Linked DNA regions of Sus scrofa: all the other regions are linked to region 2. A link is a contact called in public HiChIP or PLAC-seq and promoter capture Hi-C data. All regions are on one chromosome and are shown on one strand. The core of a region is the stretch at or near the end of the contact, and the rest is flanking DNA. Distances in the headings are between cores, read along the strand shown.

What was found. Promoter capture Hi-C pulls out the DNA fragments that hold promoters and counts their contacts. HiChIP or PLAC-seq counts read pairs in DNA pulled down with a chosen protein or histone mark.
Region 1: an H3K27ac HiChIP or PLAC-seq map of skeletal muscle shows a contact between it and region 2, with 5 times the contacts expected there. The contact joins the promoter of PSME4 here to the promoter of EML6 in region 2. A contact is called at or near these places in 1 of 5 promoter capture datasets (liver), 1 of 47 Hi-C or Micro-C datasets (heart right ventricle) and 1 of 2 datasets of contacts at active chromatin or transcription factors (skeletal muscle).
Region 3: a promoter capture Hi-C map of liver shows a contact between it and region 2, with 7 times the contacts expected there. The contact joins the promoter of CLHC1 here to the promoter of EML6 in region 2. A contact is called at or near these places in 1 of 5 promoter capture datasets (liver) and 1 of 47 Hi-C or Micro-C datasets (liver).

Annotation. Positions count from the first base shown.
Region 1 is chr3:87,229,830-87,232,797 of Sscrofa11.1, reverse strand. It overlaps PSME4 (proteasome activator complex subunit 4), which reads right to left and starts at 1,288. Exons shown (of 47, transcript XM_003125150.6): 1 at 791-1,288. The coding sequence starts at 1,032. ACYP2 (acylphosphatase-2) reads left to right here and starts at 1,422. Exons shown (of 5, transcript XM_021088229.1): 1 at 1,422-1,613.
Region 2 is chr3:86,535,365-86,538,398 of Sscrofa11.1, reverse strand. EML6 (echinoderm microtubule-associated protein-like 6) reads left to right here and starts at 1,334. Exons shown (of 42, transcript XM_021087539.1): 1 at 1,334-1,584; 2 at 2,344-3,034. The coding sequence starts at 2,866.
Region 3 is chr3:85,990,813-85,993,871 of Sscrofa11.1, reverse strand. It overlaps CLHC1 (clathrin heavy chain linker domain-containing protein 1), which reads right to left and starts at 1,565. Exons shown (of 10, transcript XM_021087534.1): 1 at 960-1,565. It overlaps RPS27A (ubiquitin-40S ribosomal protein S27a), which reads left to right and starts at 1,615. Exons shown (of 6, transcript XM_003125136.5): 1 at 1,615-1,694; 2 at 1,792-1,856; 3 at 2,326-2,380; 4 at 2,800-2,885. The coding sequence starts at 1,809.

The DNA of each region.
Region 1 (2,968 bases), core at 39-2,538, 690 kb before region 2:
CAACTCAAAAATTAACATAAGCCCGATACCAATAACGCCCGGGACAGCCTGACAGCTCTCTTCTCTATTTTCCTTAGTACCGCTCATTTCCAAAGGAAATGTCACAACAGGAGCAACATACTCTTTCCCGAGGTTCTAAGACTCAACATTCTCAACATTAACGTATAGTACACAGCTCAAGAATGCGCTGACGGCTGATTTAAACCAATCCTTTCAATGAAATCCACGAAGGCTGAGAAGGCCCAATAAAGCAGAACCGTAAGTTCCCTACGGCCTTTTTCTCATTCAGAAAGTTAGTAGACACGAAATAAAGGACAGGAAGAGGCAGGGACCATGGGGGAAGAAAGAATCGAAGGCAACACCAGAAAAAGTCGAATTGCTCACCCAAAGACCAATCTTCTCCACTCGCCCCGAAGTGGGCAAAGGTCCAAGAAGGACCCTTGGGGGACCGCTCACCTCTTTCCCCTGGGAGCCCAAAGCCCTCTCGCTCCCTGAGGCCCCGAATGTTGGAAGACAACAACACGAAATCTTGGGGAAAAGCAGCTGCGGAGGACGTAATGGGCTGGTGAGGACCAGGGAGATCCCACAGGAAAGTGTTAGGGAACCTTGAGTGCTACCCAGGCTTCGGTCGCGGCCCTGGGACTACAGCACAGAGACGATCCGCCCTAACCGGACAGAGATGAGAGTGCAGGGGTCCGGTGCCCACAAAGAGCCGTCCCCCCGCCTCCCGCGGACGCCCTCAAACCAAGCCTTCGCCTCTAGTCCGTTCCGCAGGCCCTGGAACACTTACGTGGAGAGTTTCCTAGTCCAGAAGAGGCCCCCGGGCCACAGCTCTTGGAGCTGCACCGCCCGGCCCAGGTTGCTTTTGATCTGGGCCAGCTGCAAGTCGGATTCGGCGTCCAGCTGCTCGGCGTAGGGCAGCAGCTTGTTGTAGACGATCTCCTTTTGCGGGACGAAGCCCCGCGGGTTCGGACTTGGACGCCCGCCCGGTTCCGAGGGATCCCCGCCGCCTGCCCGTTCGGCCGGCTCCATGAGCCCAGGGACAACCCCCCAACCCCCTCCCACCCTAACCCTCCCCGGCCCCCACCCCTCTCCGGGCTCCGCCTCCTCCGCGTCGTCGTCGCCCTGCGGCCGCCGGCGGCCCGTAACCCTCTGCCCTATTGCTGGGCCCCCTCCCCTGGCCGGCGCGCTGCTGACCCCCGCGCGGTGCCCGGTTCGTTGGCGGCGGCAGCGGCCGCTCAGCCCGCTCCGCACCGGCTCGGCTGGTGACGCTGCAGCCGCCGGGCCCGGAGGTTCCGGACCGGCCTCAAGTCACTTCCGGGGCGGGGCGGGGTGGGGAGGGGCGACGGCGTCGGAGGAGGAGGCGGCCGCAGAGGCAGCCCAGCGGGCAGCGCCTTCCTCCCTGTGGGCCGGGCTCCGAGCCCCCACCCCTGGGCCTCAGCGGCCCAGCGCGAGGCTGTCCCGCCGGAAATCGAGTCCGAATTCCAAGTTATTGTCCTTCCTCGCCTAGGGTCTCGCACTGCTTGCGGCTGCCCTCAGGAACCGCTAGTCGCCGTGGCCTCCGATGAGACAGTCGACGTAGTGCCCCATGCCGAGTTTATGGAAAAACCTAGGTACTCTATCCGTCCCACTTGCTGCTTATCGATTTTTTAGTGACCCCTTTAAGCCCTTGTCTTTCTGGCATTCTTTTGGCCGCCCTCATTCCAAAGAAAAGAGTTCAACATTCAGCAAATATTAATTGAACTACTACTGTGTGTCAGACACTTATTTTAGGCCCTAGAGTTGGAAAGTTTTAGAGCACCTGGTTTCTGCGCTCCAGGGGCTTTACATCGCGTGGATCTCTTGATTAGAGAATATGCAATTACAAGACAATACTGCTAGATAAGTACAGAATGTCTTGGGAACACCTAAAGATGACTTCACACTGTATTTCTGGGAAACTTAAGATGGTTTCCTAGAAATTACATGTAGCGTTGAGCTTAAGGGTTAAGTGCCGAACCGATTAGAAAAAGAAGAGAGAGGAACATACATATATTTCAGCTGAGGGAGCAGCATAGGCTGCAAGCCTGCATTCCAGGAATTCAAAGTTCAGAATGACTGCAGGCGGTTAGTAGAGAGGGGAGTAAATTACTGAGACTGAGAAGGACATGCTAGGGAGTTTTTAGAGCTTTATCCTTTTTTAAAAATTTTTATTTATTTATTTATTTTTTTGGTCTTATTTAGAGCAGCTGCGGTGCCATATGGAAGTTCCCAGGCTAGGGGTGGAATCTAAGCTGCAGCTGCCAGCCTATGCTACAGCCACAGCAATGCAGGATCTGAGCCAAGTCTGCAACCTACACCACAGCTCACGGCAATGCCAGATCCCCGACCCCAACCAGGGATAGAACCTGCGTCCTCATGGGTACTAGTCAGATTTGTTTCTGCTAGGCCATGACAGGAACTCCTAGAGCTTTATCTTAAAGGCAACAAGAAGCTGAAAATTGATAAGCATAGAAGAGGCATTATATAATTTATGTTTTTGAAGAATCACTCTGGGTTTGTGTGGAGAATGGATTAGAACAGATAAAATTGGAAGCTGGTGGACCCTTTAAGGAGATGTGACTTAATGGTGGCGCTCATGTCCGTTGAAATGCCTGCGCTTGGTAGTTGACTGGACATGAAGAGTAAAACAGAGGGAATGAGTCAAGACAATGTCAGATTTCTGGCTTAGGAAACAGTATATGGTGAAGCCCTTGAATTAAGAGAACACAGCAGAAACAGCTATGGAAGCAGAATGCCTGAAGGATGGAAAAATATTTTGGTGTATGGATCAGGAGGGTCATCTGAAATGGGATATGGATTAGCATATAGGTAGAATGGAGGGAATGAGATATAGAGTATTGCTAAAAGATAAACAGGCGGGAGTGCCCATTATGGCTCATTGATAATGAATCTGACTAGTATCCATGAGGACTCAGTTTCAATCCCT
Region 2 (3,034 bases), core at 85-2,584:
CTTGTACCAATTCTACTCTCTAAATCTGTTTTTTTTTCTGCATTTACTCTTTTATTCCATTAAACCTATGCAGAATGCTCTTTCAATTTATCTTTACTTATCTCAAGTCAACCTTTATTTCCTATTTCCTCCATGAAGTCGTTCCTGACAAACAGCTGAAAAAGCTCTTTATCTTACAATCTTTATATAGAATTGTTTCTGTTTAATTCATTGGCACTGCTTTATAACATGACATTATCAGTCATTACATTTAACCTACATCTCAAGTCTTTCAGATTTTGTTTTGTTTTGGTTCTGGTTTTGATATTTGGTAGTGACCTTCTCAGCTAGCACCGAGGGGTTTTATGGATTTGTAGATTCCCATTTCCTTAAAAAGAGTGATGAGACCAGTTCCATCCTCTTCATTGCTACAGGCAGCAGTTGCTCATCCAAACTCTGGCACTTCTAATCTTCTGGAGGCTTTCCTATCATTCACAGGACTGTATTAAAGCTTGAGGTAGTTCAAGAATTGAATAAGTGATTACAAAGAGCACAGAAAGGAAAGGGCACACTACCAATGTCCCTTGAATTGTCCTTCTGTAGTCTTTTAGTCGGTGAGATTTTGAAACCTCTTCTCAGAGGTCAGCTGTGGCCCAGATTTGAAAAGAGGCTACTTCAGAACACACTGGAATTCACATAGTTCACTTTGGGCAGTTATAGGAGAAATGCTACCGGCTTGTGTGTCAAGGTTAGTTGCTCTCTTGGCATGAGCACCTTCTCATTTGCAAAATCTGGTTATCCGTAAATAACCCAAGTTTTATGAGGCACCTCATGTGGAAGGCGCTGGTCCTTGAGACAAAGTGAAAGTACATCCCCAGCATTTTTCTTAAATGTGGCAGCACTGAAATTTAACAGATTAGAATCAACCTGAATAAAGAGTAAAACTGAAGTAGGAAACAAACTTGGGCTTGAGTCGGCTACCTACAGTAGCCCTCACCGTTAGGTGCAGGAGAATTTCTTGAGGTGGGCCGTAGGGATGGTATAGGTCGCTAGTCCATCCCCACTGCTCTTCTTTTTAGATACACAAGCTCACGGGCCAGCCGCCTCAGTCACTAGGGAATGCAGGGCGCTGTCCAGTGGTCGTCCTTGCCTAGCCTTTCTCTGCTCAGCGTGAGAACCTCTTGCACCGCAGACCAAGTGAACGGCCTCGCTACAACCCACTCGGGGAGCATGGAATTCTGGGATTTGTGGTCTGGCCCCGCACACTCCCAGCAGGAGCTGGGTTGAAGAGGACTAGACTTCCCAGGATGCACAGGGGAAGGGAGCAACTCTGCGGCGGGGAGGGAGGGGGTAGTCCCAGCGCTCCGGGGCGTCGCCGTTTCCAAGAGCCAAGATCTCGCCTGGTAACCAGCAGCCGCGGTTCCCGCAAGCGGCGCTGTGGCCCCGCCCCCGGAGCCCAGTCTTGAGGAAGAATCTGTCTCCCGCTGCACCCCAGTGACGAAGCCCATCCTCGGGTGCAGAAGGCGGGTAGGGGAGGGCAAGCAGAGGATTTCACTCGCCTTTGCGAGATCCGGGACCTGCTGGCGGCCCCCCCTCATAGCAGAGGTTAGAGGCGCGAGAGCTGGATCGGGTGTGGGAGGAGTGCAGTACACCGCCACCGCGGCAGTGCGCGCGGGCCGGGATGTCCCTGGGGACTGGTATCCCTCGGATCCGCGGCGACCGACTGATGCCTGGGATGTGTGTGTGCGTGCGCGTGTGTGTGATTTACTGTCCCCACTGGTTACGCGGGCATCCTGTCCCTACGCCGGGCTAGAGCTAGAGGCATAACCCTTGAGCCCACGGGACCACATAGCTAGAGCAGACTTTCCTGGGGAGAGGTGCACGATTTTGTCCACTTGTTAATTATTTAATTTCTTCCGAACCAGGAGCATTTGTAGATTGCCCTTTCCTCCTCCAACTGCACTAGTGTCTCCAATTCAGAAAAATCTTTTATGACGCTTGCTGTTAGAGTTGCTGATTAGTGAGAGCTGCTAAGTTCTTTATGGTTTTCTCGGCCAAAAGAGGGTTCACAGAGGGTATGAATTTTGAACACCTACACGACAACTAATTGGAGCATCTAAAAATGACCGTTGCATATTTGCTCTGGCTTAATGGGTAAACAACAAATGGTCTTTCAAGTCATAGCCGCATTTAGGACATATTTCATATCATTGAAAAGATGGATCTGGAGGGAGAAAGGGGAAGTAGTTGACAGTTTTTAAAAAACTTGGTTTAGTTAGGGGATCATTTTCTTGGACTGGGTGACTTATGTAAAATATCTGTTTCTTTCTTTCTTTCTCACTATCGCATCCTGGATATATACAGTCAGTTTCGGATCCAAGGATGGTGATGGCAAAGCTTCCCCAAGTTCCTTGTCAAATTAAAGCTGTCATAGAATAAATCCCACTGCCTGCTGTGAGGCTCCTCCACACTACAAACTTCAGTGAGTGAACGGGGTAATCAGTGTTTGGATATGCAGATCTCTGATTTAAAAGGCGGGGTGACCCCCTCAAGAATCTCTCCCGAGGGCCAGAGCCCGCAGGTGCAGTGAGGCTTGCAAGCGGGTGCTCGAAGACGTCTCGCTCAGGGAGAGGGAGCCGGGGCGCCCGGCGGGGTCTGGCGGCCGCTCACCCGCGGCTCATCTCTGGCGGCGGCGGCAGCGGATGATGGTGGCGGCAGGCGCGCTGGTCTGTGTGTGTGCGTCGCCGCGGAAATCAGCGCCCGGTGCTGCACATTGAGCCCTTGCAGGTCCTCCACAGCCCGAGCCTTGGCGAAGACAGACCCGGCGCGCAGGGGCCACGGACCCGCGCGCGGGGGGGCCGGGGGGGCGAGTGGGGTTGGCTTATCATGGCGGATCGGACAGCTCCCAGCTGCCAGCTCCGGCTGGAGTGGGTGTACGGGTACCGGGGTCACCAGTGCCGCAACAACCTGTACTACACCGCTGGCAAGGAGGTGGTCTACTTTGTGGCCGGAGTCGGGGTGGTTTACAATACCCGCGAGCACAGCCAAAAATTCT
Region 3 (3,059 bases), core at 316-2,815, 540 kb after region 2:
TGTGGCTCAGTGGGTTACAAACCCAATTAGTATCCATGAGGGTGTGGGTTCAATCCCTGGCCTTGCTCAGTGGGTTGGGGAATCTGGAGATGCCATGACCTGTGGTGGAGGTCACAGAAGCAGCTCAGATCCTGAGCTGTTGACGCTGTTGTGTAGGCAGGCAGCTCCAGCTCCCCAATTCAACCCCTAGCTCGGGAACTTCCATATGTCACATGTGTGACCCTGAAAAGCAAAAAAAAAAAAAAAAAAAGGAAAAAGAAATTTGGATTTCATCTTGAAGGTGAATTAAAATAATGACATAATCATTTTTTTATTTTTTAGAATATTTTGGAGGCAACAGTGAAGGTAGGTTAGAAAAGAAAGACTGGGAACAGAGAAAATTAAGGAGGACCTACTAGTCACTTATGATGGAACATGAAAATGTGAAAAAAAGAATGTATATGTGTATGTGTGACTGGGCCACCTTGCTGTACAGTAGAAAACTGACAAAACACTGTAAACCAGCTATAATGGAAAAGGTAAAAATCATTAAAAAAAAAAAATTAAGGAGGACCTGAACGTGGGGATGGGGATGCAAAGGAGAGGGCACAGAGAAATAAAGTAATTAGACAATAGGAGGGGTGTGTATAAGGATTCTGTGGTTTGTACAGCGGAGAAAGGCCAGGGGAAGTGCTAACCCGCCCGCCTCGCCGGGAGAGCGCCCCACATTCTTCAAAAATTTCCTCTTAGGATTTTCACCACAATTCCAAAGTCTAAACTTGGAAACTCTACAATAAAGAACCATTCCGCAGGTTTCTTTCCCCTATGGCTTCATTAGAAAATTTGAAAACTTCTGACGTTTTTCAACATATTAAGCCATTGCACACCTCGAAGTGACACACTAGACAGAACCTTCTCAGACTAGGGGAGCCTAGGGGGTTGAAGGTGGGGAGGGGCTATAGGCCGAGAAAAAGACCGACCCAAGGTTTTAGGAGCATCACCTATTCAGCTTGCCTGGAGTTGGCCACAGGAATGCCCTTCCCTTGAAGAACCGGGAAGCGTTCGGTGGTAGATGGCTGATCCTCCGCCCCTCACCGCTTATGTAAGGGGATGAACAACACTTTGGTTCCTCCACCCTTTTCCAGCCTCCTAACTTTTCCTCCTAACCATTTCCAAGCCATTTACACTTTCCCCGAAACCATTACTGCGCTTCACCCTTGCTCCCACCTAACCTTAACCACCTTCAGCAAACCCCAACTCCAGCGCTAGGCTGTAACTAGGTATAGTAACCAGGAAACCCGGGCGTGTGGAACTGCATCTCGGGACAAGAAGTCCTAAAAAAAAGAGAAAGCGTTGGAAAACTACAGTTCCCAGAAAAGACTTCTACTTCCTCCCTTTCCCTCGTGAGGCCCCCCCCTCAACCCCACCCCCTTTGAAAGACCCTCTTGGCCACGTCAACTAGAGGGAGAAAGCTTTTTAAAAACAATTTTTGAGTTGTTTAAGTCTACTACTTAGAGAGCACTCTGGAGGTTAAAATAAAAAGTAAGCCAGGCTAGAAAAGAGAAGCTAGGTCACGACTTGGTCTGGCATGTGGTTGGACAGCCGCTACGACAGCGCTCAGGCATTGCATGGACGCCTAGGAGGCGGGGCCTTGGGGGACGTCGGGAAAGCCTTGGACCGTCGGAGCGCCCTTCCTTTCGGATCCGCCATCTGTGGTGAGTGTGTGCTCTAGGTCTTTCTCCGCCCCGGGGCCCGCTGTAGCCCTTCTTTGTACCCAAATCTCACTCATTTTCTTCTTTTCCTCACGCTCAGGTGGAACCGCCGCCAAGATGCAGATATTCGTGAAGACGCTGACGGGCAAGACCATCACTCTCGAGGTACGTGCGAGGCAGAGGCAGAAGGCACGGCCTGAAGGAGGGGGGCTTGAGGCGGATTTCGGCACTCGCGCTGTATTCTGCTTTGCAGTACGTTTCCGAGCCTGCCCTCTGAAACCTGGCTTTGAAGTGAGCGTTGTTACTGCTGAGCAAGGGCTTAGGGCAGGTTTTCGGTAAAAGGTCCGAGCCTGTCACCTCGTCCCGGCCAGGTAGCTGAAGCCGGGTTGGCGTGGCGGGAGGGAGGCGTCCCCCGCAGCTCCGCGCGAGCACGTGTGGCTCGGCTGCCACCGCCGTGGCCCGGGCTGGGGGAGGAAGTGTGCGTGCCTGGGAGCCCGCCCAGTGTAGAGAAATCAAGAGGCGTGGGTGACTTCAGTCCCCAGAGGCTGCGTACCTGAGCAAGCTTCAAGTTGAATTGAGCGTTTATTTTAGTTTCTTTTGTGTTACTAATATACTTGCATTTCAAAACTTATAGGTCGAACCCTCGGATACAATAGAAAATGTAAAGGCTAAGATCCAGGATAAGGAAGGTAATTTTTTAAAACTAATCTCAATATGGATTAATATAATCATTTTAAAACTCATCTGTAGAGGCTCAGGCCATTAGACATAAATGCTTTTGGTGGGGTGGAAGAGGTCAGGTTGACAAAAACGCTTTTGAACTAAGACAGTAGACAAATGTTTTGGCATGGGGCTAAGCTGCAGTACCTTCACAAGTGTGAGTTTAGATGAACTAGTTAATTTACATCTGTTATCAGCTATAAAATGATCATGTTAACCCGTATTAAGATTAAATAAGATAAAATTAAACATTTACTTTAGACATTGTCTGTAGCAAAAACCACTGATGACTATTAGTACCATTTATTTGATTCAGGATTGTAAATCTTGAGCAGATATGCTTGATTTGCAATCACTTAATTTTATTTATTTATTTTAATCTAATTAGGGATTCCTCCTGACCAGCAAAGACTGATCTTTGCTGGCAAGCAACTGGAAGATGGACGTACTTTGTCTGACTACAACATTCAAAAGGTCTGTATGGCAGAAAGAACAGGTCTTAGTTTGGAAATTTTGACCAATAACAAAAGTGAGAAGAATAGCATTAGATTAGAGTAGGTTCCCAGGTGCTTCCTACACTGACAATTGAGAAATGCTGCTACAGTCTGACATTTTGGGTTTTGCATGTTGTATCACAGTGTAATTTAA